Regions from separate parts of the Mus musculus genome. Here region 1 is linked to region 2. The links are chromatin contacts, called in public HiChIP or PLAC-seq maps. All regions are on one chromosome and are shown on one strand. The core of a region is the stretch at or near the end of the contact, and the rest is flanking DNA. Distances in the headings are between cores, read along the strand shown. Region 1 overlaps Slc6a6 (solute carrier family 6 (neurotransmitter transporter, taurine), member 6). Region 2 has its middle 74 kb from the start of Fbln2.

Region 1 (4,955 bases), core at 2,360-4,859, 440 kb after region 2:
CTGCACAGTCAGTGTCCTGACCCCACTTCTTCCATTCATCCTGTGACTCCTCCAGCTGCCATTTCTCTAACCATTCAGCCACTTGTCCCTTTATCCAGTTGCTCCTTCATCCTGCGACTCTCTCCTGCTTACTGTTGAGATGGCCCCTTTGTCCCACAGACTGGGCACATCAGTGCCTCCCCAGTTGAAAGTGCCTCCTTTGTGACATGTGTCTATTTGCTTGTCCCACCCACAGGCATTGGCTACGCATCCATCGTCATTGTGTCCCTCCTGAACGTGTACTACATCGTCATCCTGGCCTGGGCCACATACTACCTATTCCACTCTTTCCAGAAGGATCTTCCCTGGGCCCACTGCAACCATAGCTGGAACACACCACAGTGCATGGAGGACACCCTGCGTAGGAACGAGAGTCACTGGGTCTCCCTTAGCACTGCCAACTTCACCTCACCCGTCATCGAGTTCTGGGAGTAAGGCTACATCTTGGGAGGGAGGAGTGGTGTGGGCAGGTCAAGAGGGGACAGTATCTTCCTCTGTGATTGTGGCATACCCTGTTTCTGGAGGGAAGGAGGACACACAGCTGTAGAACAAACACTCTGTGCCTTTGTCTTGTACGAGCTAGAGTTGAATCCTAGTTTACCGCCAAACGGCTATTTGATTTTTGTAGGGAAGTCCCCCTACTTTACCTTTGAGCCTCAGTTTCTTTAACTGTCAGATGAGGAAAATGTATCATTCTTCCATGGGATTCCTGTTGAGAGATGTACAGGTATTTGAAAATTATAGTTTTCTTAATGTATTTTGGGAAAAACATTCTTTATCACACAGAGAAAAATGCATTTATGTATTATGCAAATGAAAAGGTGAGTTGATAGCAAAAAATATATATCAGTTAGCTCTTAGTGTGTAACAATCATCTCCAAACATGGTGGTTTTAACCAAGTACTATTTGTTGAGCTCATGACTAGTTGCTGGAAGTTTGAGCTGTGCTCAGTTTGGTTGGTCTGATCTTGATGTGTCTTGTGGATAGTTCTTTTGTGGCCTCAAAAGGGAGTGAGTGTTAGGAGTGAGTGGCTTGTGTGACCTCATCCCTTAGTCTTCCCCCTTTGGCTTGTTACAGGCCACTCATGAGCAATAGATGGGCAAGTCCCAGCATGCAGATAATCTCCTTGTGTTAATGGCATTGGGGTAACTCATGAACTTGCATTTCAGGGCATCCTCACAGCTCATGGAAGTTGATTAGAAACCCCTGAGTATATCACTCTCCCTGTAAGCATGTGCTCCTAACTCAGGGTGCTCAGTCAGGGGTGGCCTCTCGCCTCTGAAATGACTGGGATGAGGCCTCATGGATAGCCAGGAGCCAGGGGAGAGGAAGGTCTGTCCCAGGCTACCACAAGATGAGAATCCCTCTCCTTGGCTTCAAGGAAGCAAACCTAGGGACCATCAGGAGCTGTGTTGTGATTCCTACAGGGATGAGTCAGCTGTTTTCATCTGCAGGAGGCTTCGTTTGGGTGGCCTCTGCCATGCCTGGGCCTTTTGTACTACATTCCCAGGCAGGGCCCTGGGCTTTGGGGACTTTGGGTCTCCTGGTGTATATATTTTCCACTAGCAAACAAAGGGAGTGTTAAAAGCATGGTCCCCAACCCTGTTCCCCACCCTTCAGATAGTTGAGTTTTTGAACAAAGGAATGTTGGCATTTCATTCTTTTCCCTTGAAGGGGCCCAAGGCCACAAGCCTTGGCCTTTCTGTACTGTTCTTGGCATGGCTTGGACACCGGGGCTGCCCCTCCCAGGCCTCTGGCACCTGGCCAGCTTCTGAGGTGTCTGCTGAACCTCATTACCTTCTGACTTTGAACTTGTGTTCTATCACTTCTGTCTTGGGCAGATGTGGTCTCTTCTCTGGGCCTCAGTGTCCTTTACTTGGGATGGTCACAGTATGTCCTAGGGATCATCCTGCAGCCCTACATGGCCACCCTGAAAAGCTGCTCCTTCACCTCAGGGTATTGTGCATGTCATGTCATCATTGTGATTAAACATCCTTTCTGGGGCATTTAGAATCTGTATGTAACCCCTCAAATCCCCACAGGCTCTGGTGACAAGGGAGTCACATTCTTTTCACCTTTGCCTGGTACCTGCTATTATGACATGAAGGTCTTGGAAGACTTAAGCTCAGCGCTCTGCTCAGACATCCCCAGCCCGAGTCCACTCTAGCACCCCTGTGTTGTAGAAGCCCCATGGCTTTCGTTCCTCATCAGGAAAACAGAGACAAAACCATTTCAGGAAAACCCCTGGTTCTCCAGGCTCTTGTGCAGGCTCCTCTGTGGTGCCCGTGGGTATGCTTTGCTTTCATGAGGGCTGACTTCTGCCCACACTGGGCCTGCACAGGCTCTGGACCTGACTTTGAATTCTAGAAGAACCTCTAAGCATTCCTTAGCATGAGCCTGGGATCCAGCGAGCAGAGCTACTGAGCAAGCTGAGGTGAAGACCTGGCCAGCTTCTTGCTGATCCTGTGTGCAGACGCGGTCAGTGGGCAGAAGCATCAGCAAATCTGTGGGGCTTCCTGCTCCCAAGAACCTACCCTTGTGTTGGGTTTGAAACAGTGGAAAAGAAGGCAAAAGGGTGAGAGCAATGAACTATTTTGATGCAGAGGCTCCTGCTTCCTTTTCTTTTCCTTCTCCTCTTCTTCATTTGATTTATTTTAGGAGGGCTGGGGTAAGCACATCAGGACATGCGTGCCGGTCAAAGGACAAGGACTATCGACTCAGTTCTCTTCTCACACTTTTTACACGAGTCTCAGGGACTGAACTCGGGTTGTTAGATTTAAAGGCAAGTGCTTTTTCCCAGTCAGCCCTCTAGCTAGCATCTGAGATTTCTTAAGTAGGTGAAAGAGCAAGGCATTGTGGGAAACTCTCACATTTCATATGCAGTTCACTGGCCCTCCATCATGCATGGCAGGATCCAGCCACTCTCCCTGTGCACACCGCACCCCTTGATGAACCCTATATTGCAGGTAAAGGACACTCGTTGGCTTCTTGCTTGCTCTCTGCCTTGTCCTTGAAACTCTCTCGCATCCCTGCTAAAGAGCCTCACCTGTCTTCCCCACGTTGTGATCTTGCCCTGCCAGGGAGGAGTAGGTGAGGGCAGTGCTGCTCACTGAGCCTGGCCCAGGTTCCGGCAGCTTTCCCTTGTGTCTTTTGCAGATCTTAAGGTCTGGCAGCCAAAGAGGGGTAACAGGCTTGGTGGGAGCAGAGTGCCCCCTCCCCCAGTTTCTAATCACTGGATGACTGTCAGCCACCCTGCCGCCCCTCCCATCTGCTGGTTACCAAGGAGGCAGGAAGACCTCAGAGGGGAACTCCCCTCCCCAGTGTGGCTTAAGTGTGGCTCCCACACGTCCCAGCCCTCTGATGTCAGGGCAGTTGGAATGCCAAGCCTCAGTCTCCTCCTGCTCTGTGAGCCAGAGTTAGCTCAGCCCCAACACTCACATCTGCTCTCTGGCATTCAGGAACCTGGATGAGTTTTGGTTTTAGGGTTCTGGGGAGCCAGCATGGACACAGGTCCACTCTTAGTGAACCTTTGGTCTGTGTTCCACCCCTCATCCCACACCGTGATACAGGGCAGGCCCTGGAGCTGAGTCCATGGTCACAGGTCACATGGTGCACTGCTGCCTATGTGCATGCACGTCTGTGTTTCCTCAGTCTCTGGTCAGGCATGGACTCCTGTATCAGGGGTCTGTATCATAGACTGACCCTGCCATACTTACCTGCCTGTAAAGCCAGGAACAGCCTCAGCTCAGATTCCCACGAGAAGTCAGGAGGCTCCAGAGACTGACATTTTATGCTGACATTAGGGTACGTTTAGTGGCTACATGGTGGGGTCACAGAGCTTCTGCCCCTGTGGCCCCATCCCACACTGGTCCTCACCCTCTGAGGTCACCTCTGTCTCTAAAACTCCTGCTTCCCTCACAGGCCTTAGAGGACAGGCGGGGCCAGGTCTGGCCAAAAGCCCTTCAGCAGGCTGGAGCCAGGCCTTCCTCAGAGGCTCCTGCAGAGCCCCCTGGGAGCCCAGCATGGATCATTAGATTCTATTAGAATCAAAGAAATGAGTCATATTTGCAAACAAACCCTGCTCAGCCAATCTTCCTCCATAGCTGTCGGAAGGAGGAGGTGGTGCGGGAAGGGCCGTGTGGGGGCCCCATGCTCAGGCGGACGGACGGCCCTTTTATAATTGTTCCCTCTGCCAGTCTCCAGGGGACTGCTGCAGCCAATAAACGGCTGGCCTGCTGTCAAAAGGAAACGATTTGGCCCACTCCGAGGGCGAATTTACATCTCCAAGTGCTGACTGGACGGCAGCAGGGCAGCCGGCTGCAAACACATGTCCAGCCCAGCCACTCCTTTTTAGTTCCCGTCCTGGCAAGATGTAGCCCTTTTTTTCTTGGAAAAGATCTGCAGCTTACCTCTGGAAGATAGTGAGGAGCCCAAGCCTGCAAGTCCTGGCTTGAGGCACACTGGGGACATCAGAAAGAAAGGAGCCAGCTCCAGGCTTGATGACTGACTGCCTAGGGTCAATGAGAGGCTGAGCCTCAGTTTTCCCCAGCTACCAAATGGCTCTAATGAATTCCCTCACCTAATGTCAGGTGAGCTCCTTCATGTGCCAGGTGCTGTGGTTGGGACAGATGCAGGTCCTGTGTACACAGAGCTAGCTTGGTAGTAGACAGACATGTTAACCATTCAGAAAGTACAATCCTAATGGAAAAGCTCTCACTGCAGAACTAGTGCTAGGGAAGGGGACTGCTGGGGTGCTCTTGATGGAGGGTGTCCTGGGGAGCGGTGCCTCAGTGAGAGCCCTGGAAAGAGGCTGTCTGTGAATGGTGGAATTGTGCAGCTGAGGAAGCCACTAGTTCCACAGTTCAGGGACCACACACAACCCCCTGAGGAAGACGTCAGGGGGCAGATGAGGGAG
Region 2 (5,295 bases), core at 1,230-3,729:
TGCCCACCTAGGGTTCCCTGGAGCCGCCACATCTCCCAGATGCTCGGTAGGCTAAAGTTGCTGCCTGGCCTGGGACCACTCCCTTTGCCCCAGACATTGCTTCCTGATGTTCAGAAGGCCTCTTTCCTTTCCTCTTTTCCAGAAGGCCCCACTACCCCATGTGTTTTCTCAGGCATGCCCTTGCTGGCCACCAGGTCTTCCATGATGACCCTCCTCACCACCGTGCTCTTCCTCTCCCTAGAGAAGTGTAGCTTCCTCAGAGCTTGGTCACTTACAGATAGTGTTCCTGTCCTCAGTGTGAAATAGCGGGGGCTTCAGGAAACAGGTGCTCTAGGAAACATGATGGACTTTCAGTGGGAAACCTGGGTGTCTTGGATAGTAGGGGAACTTGCAACATGTCCCTATCCTTTCCCCAAACTCAGTCTCCCTACCTGTGTTCTAAGGCTCAGCTCCCCTTCTCACAGCTAGTAGCATCGTGTTGGGGGAACCAAGCCTTTCCTTTATCCTTGAAGAGGGTTACCATGGAAACAGTCTTGGCTCGGGCTTAGGGAGCATCCAGTCCTTTGTTAGACTTGGGCCTGCCTTCGGCTTCCCCCTCCCCCGGCTTCCCCATCCCCCGTAGCCTGAGATCTAGCTGTGAAGAGACCAGTGACTAAGGCGGGGCCGCACAGGGAGGGGGGCATTATTTTGGCTGTACACCCCTCCCCTTCCCTCCCCAAATTGATGTTTGCGTCACCAGTTTGAAAAGCTCTCGAGGACAGGGCAGTGTAGCCGGAAGATCAAGTCCCTGGGCACTTGACCCAGAGGCATATTCCCAACCCACGTGGCTTTAGGGACCAGCTCTCCGCCCTTTTCCGTGCCCCGGGCCCTGGCATTTCCCGCTCTCCGTTCTGCAGTGATAAGCAGGGTGGGCGCCGTTGCCTGCTCGCGCCCACCGGGGCAGGATGTGGGCCTGGCGGGTGCGCAGCGTAGTCAGCGTGGCCACAGGTGGACACTCCCGGGTCCCTCTTCAGGGCCCACATATCCAGAGCGGGACAGCTGCTCACGGGGAGGCCGCGGTGAAGTCGGGCCGTTGACTCCGGGCTCTGACTTTCAGCCTGGCTTGGAGCCATGGGGCAGGCATGCCGGGACTCTCAGGAAGAGCCCGGACTCCAGCGGCAGGTGGCGAAGCTCAGCTGCTGAGTGCCAGTCCCTAGCGTGGCCAGCCGCCTTTGGCCAGTGCAGCTAGGGCGTGCGCCAAAGCCACCGCCGCTGAGGATGTTGGACGCCACCAGGAGGCGCTGCGAGCGTCGCGGATCGTCAGTGCGTGTGTCCGAGCGGTGGCTCTGGCAGAAAGCTATCCAGGCGCAGGGGCGCTAGGCGCTGGTCCGCGGAAAGCCGAGGCGCAGGTCCTAGAACTTTCTACCCGGAGATCACACACTCTGAGCCCTGCTGATTGCAGGTCTCTGCTCCAGATCGCAGGGCTGGTGCGCTAAGGGTTTCAGTAGAGAGCAGGGCTTAGACACTGCAGCCCACGGCCCTGTCCTGTCCCGCAGAATTCAGATCTCCGTTCTGCCTTTTCCCATCTGTGAGACATAGGCAAGTTCCTAGACTTCTTGGTGTCTGATTTTCCTGCCTTGTGAGATGAGATTGCTGCGAGTAGCGGGTTCACCGGGTTGCGACAGGAAACCTGGATCACTCCCAGATGTACACATGTTCCTGCCCATCACAGCACGGTTGACTAGTAGGTTGGGCGATGCGGGGCCTCAGCAGTGGAGACACAGAGAAGCAAGTCGCTGAGCACTGTGTCCTGGCAGGTGCTCGTGAGGACCAGACGGCATTTAGACTAAACTTTTCTCCTCCTGGCGAGACAAGAACAATGAGAGGCTCCCCCAGGTTGATTTGGGAGGCAAATTCAGTGCCAGACCACCCTCTTCCTCCCAGCAGAGACCGTCGCCCTTGGTCGTTGTGCTCTCGGTTGTCCTCCCGCGTCATACAGTCTACGCCCCTCGGAGGCTGCCCACTGGTGTGCAGACTGTAGTGGACAGCATCCCGCAGCGGGCGAATGCTTATAGTGCGGGGCTTGTTGCCTGACACATTAGAGGGCCTGCAGCCGAATCAGCTCAAGTTCGCTGACTAGAGGCATGTAGGGTGATGAAGAGGGCCCATTCCAAGCCTCTACCGCGAAGTACCTAGGCCAGGTTCACTTCTGCACAGGGACAATCAATACATCCACATCATGGCTAATGGGTAGGGCTGGGGGACGCTGTTGGAAAGAGATAAAGTCAGGGAAGACTGTCCTAGACAGATCTGCTAGGACAAAGAGTAGGAAGTGGCTTGCCTACAGGGAGTCAGTGGAAACTGAGAAGGACTCCAGGGCGGGGCTGTGCTCTCTCTCTTTACCCATACACTCTTGCCTTCTGACCACGTCTGTTCTGTTCGCGCAAATTTTTAGAGGCTCGAAGCCCCGTCAACCTTTCTGACCACACGAGGGCAGCAGAACGCAGCTGTGAGGAGGGACAGGTGGCACGCCCAGTAGGGGGCTCTTCCAGAAGGCAGGCTGAACTCCTCAGGGCTCCCTTCCAGTTCCTCTGTGCTCACGCTTGGGTCTGTACTCCCCCAAACCCGAGGTACAGCTCTCCGAACCTCGGTGCCTCCTCTTGGGAAATGGGAGCAATCAGATTTTCATCTTCGGGAACGGATTACTGAGTGCTTTAGTAGATTTGCTGTAAGGCTGTGGAAAACTCACCCACCCTGAGTCTGCTTCCCCGAGTGAAAAGGAGGAATGAGAATGGACCCATAATGTGGGATTTGGGGGCAAGATAAATGACTCAATGAGCAATGCCTTCCAGGTACCCAGTACGCTAAATTGTAGTTCTTGACAATTACAATTTGTGACTTGGGGCTGAGAGTGGAAAGAGACCCCCGTGTTCAGGTGTTCACGCCAAAAGCTTTCCAGGAGGAATGATTTATTCATTAGGGAAGAGGTGGTCAAGATCCTTTGGGACTGTCCATTTGACAGAAGGGACACTGGGGACCAGAGAGGCTGGCAGAGCCAGGCCTGGGATTCCCACCTGATTCCTGAAGGTCAGTTATCCTGCCTGGTTGCAGGACCTTTCCTTGATGGAGGGTTCTCAGGTTGTCCCTTGTTCTTGTTACTGAAGGCCCCTGAGTTAAGCTGTGAGAGAGGAGAGAGCTTCGAGTGCCCAGTCCTTGGAGGGGCATCCTCTTGGGGGCTTATGAGAACTTCTCATGGGAGCCAATTCTTTCAAGGTCCAGGACACTGATGTTTGTGGTGGGTGGGTGAGTCCAGAGGGTTGTAGTCCTATGGTGGGCAAGGGGTGTAGTGGGGGAGGGGTGTAGTGGGGGAGGGGTGCCCGCTTCTCCCTAGGAGTGAACCCCAGCTGTACATTTTGTGGAAGTATGTTCCTCTCTCCCCTCAAGCCCTTGAGCAATGCCCACAGCAGGATTGGAATAATCACCCTGAGGCTTGGACACCCCCTCCCTCTCCAGGGTTGCTTTCCTTGTGGTGAAGGTGCTACTTACAGTGAAAACAGCCATTGAAGCAAAACGCAAAAATAATGTCAGTTTCCACTTTTGACAAAAATGGGAAGGCAGGTGGCTTCTTGTCTGCGATAAGCGCATCTGCTTCTGCAGTAATTACTATCTGAGATAATTATGAAAAAGAATTTAAATACTCAGGGCATGCGCGGGGCCAGGACGGCGTTCTTTCTCCTTAGTCCTAATCTCTTCTGCAAGTCGGAGTCTTGTCCCGACCGACCAGGACAGCACTGGGCGGGCCGAGGTGCAGGGGTGGGATGGAGGAAGGGCCAGGCTGGGCAGCTGCCCCTCTCTCTACTTTCCCAGGCCTCACTGTCCTCATCTGCAAACCAGGATGGCTCCATGAGAGCCAGGTGAGGAGATAAAGCAGGTGAGTGGTGAGAAGCCCAGAATGTTGTGCACGGGCATAGCCTGGTCTCCGTGACCTAATCCTCTTCTTTGTCTTGGGGGAGCAAGGGAGCCTCTGAAACCCTCCCCCAGCTTTAGAACGCCTCAAATGGAGATGGAGCTCACTTCTGGGATACAGAAGTCACAGCAGCAGGTGTCCAGAGCCTACAGAAGAACAGTCCAGCCTTAGGGAATCCTGGTCTTGGTCTGGGATGGTGATGGAGTGGGGCCAGAGCTGGACCCAGAGCCCAGGGCAGGAGGCTGATTCCAGCCCTGGACTACAGACCAGCTTCCTGTCCCAGCTCAGCAGCACTGGCTGAACCTTTCCCCTGTGGTGTCCAAGCAGCAACTGGATGACCATTTGGTAAGAAGAGGGCACCCTGATGGTTTTTGTCCTGAAATTGTATTGAAGGGTGGATCAGGAGCCAGGAGTGCCCAATCTTGGTAGAATATGAATCAGTGGGTCAGCTAGGCTGTGAAAGAAAACTCCATTGGCTTAAACACAACAGGGAGGTCTATCTTTTTCATATGTAAATCTTCTAGTTGGTGGTATAGGCTGGACAAAGGGACCAACTTCCTTCTGGCTCCTGGTTCTACCAAACCAAAGGGGACAGCCAAGATGGCTGTCAGGTTTCTGGCCCTCATAACTTAATTCTGTACAGCAGGTCAAAGAAGGACAGAAGGAAAAGGAGCCAAGTGGAGGTATCTGTTATATCCTCAGAAAGACTCCTGAAGCTGGAGTGCAGCTTTTGCTTACATCCAAGTATTTGGAAGATTGACCACTCCAGGATGCAATAATAAGGATGGTCTAATGCCATCTGAAGTGGAGGTCGGGGCTGGAGCCTGCAGTTGACTGTGCTAGAGTGCAGTCTTAGGGCCTGAGGAGTGAAACCATACAAGCTGCCCTGTCCCAGGTCTCCTAAAACAGAAAACAAGCTATACAGACTGAGGAGCAAAGCCATGTGCAACCTTGAGACTCCCCCTTTGGGGATGGCAGCCCCCTTGGATGTCAACCTCCCTTACCATGGGCTGCTCCTTCTGCTCACAGAATCCACTTGCCCACACACATGCCTGATGTGCAGCCTGCCAGGGGCACAGGAGGGGCACCTAAGAATGCCTGCTCTTTTGGATGGAGCCTTGTTCTACGCAGAGTCCAGAGGTCAGGCTCTGCCTGGAACCTGGACTGTTGGGAAGCAGCTGCCATGGGGCCACCAGGGTGAATGCAAAGGGATGGTTATCTGCATGGGAGCTCAGCTCCCATCCTAATGTTTAGGTTTCGTGTAGGACACTGGTGTGGGTTCTAGGCACAAACCCAAGGAGGAAGTCAAGTAGGGTGATGGCAGGGGTTGCTGGTCAGTGACTTGCTCG

The links. HiChIP or PLAC-seq counts read pairs in DNA pulled down with a chosen protein or histone mark.
Region 1: an HNF4G HiChIP or PLAC-seq map of pancreatic cancer cells shows a contact between it and region 2. The contact joins two enhancer-like sites. A contact is called at or near these places in 16 of 484 Hi-C or Micro-C datasets (B cells, the G1E-ER4 cell line, the N1E-115 cell line and 9 more) and 1 of 115 datasets of contacts at active chromatin or transcription factors (pancreatic cancer cells).

The regions. Positions count from the first base shown.
Region 1 is chr6:91,725,777-91,730,731 of GRCm38.p6, forward strand. It overlaps Slc6a6 (solute carrier family 6 (neurotransmitter transporter, taurine), member 6), which reads left to right. Exons shown (of 15, transcript NM_009320.4): 5 at 236-470. Among named protein-coding and RNA genes, the nearest start is that of Gm44981, 6.4 kb to the left of the region's middle. Within about 2 kb of position 3,610, at least 157 of the 459 cell types and tissues checked have an H3K27ac peak or open chromatin away from gene starts, as enhancers often do. A contact at or near this core is called in the N1E-115 cell line, muscle stem cells and pancreatic cancer cells, where this site is marked.
Region 2 is chr6:91,284,337-91,289,631 of GRCm38.p6, forward strand. No RefSeq gene overlaps it. Among named protein-coding and RNA genes, the nearest start is that of Fbln2, 74 kb to the left of the region's middle. Within about 2 kb of position 2,480, at least 49 of the 459 cell types and tissues checked have an H3K27ac peak or open chromatin away from gene starts, as enhancers often do. A contact at or near this core is called in the N1E-115 cell line, muscle stem cells and pancreatic cancer cells, where this site is marked.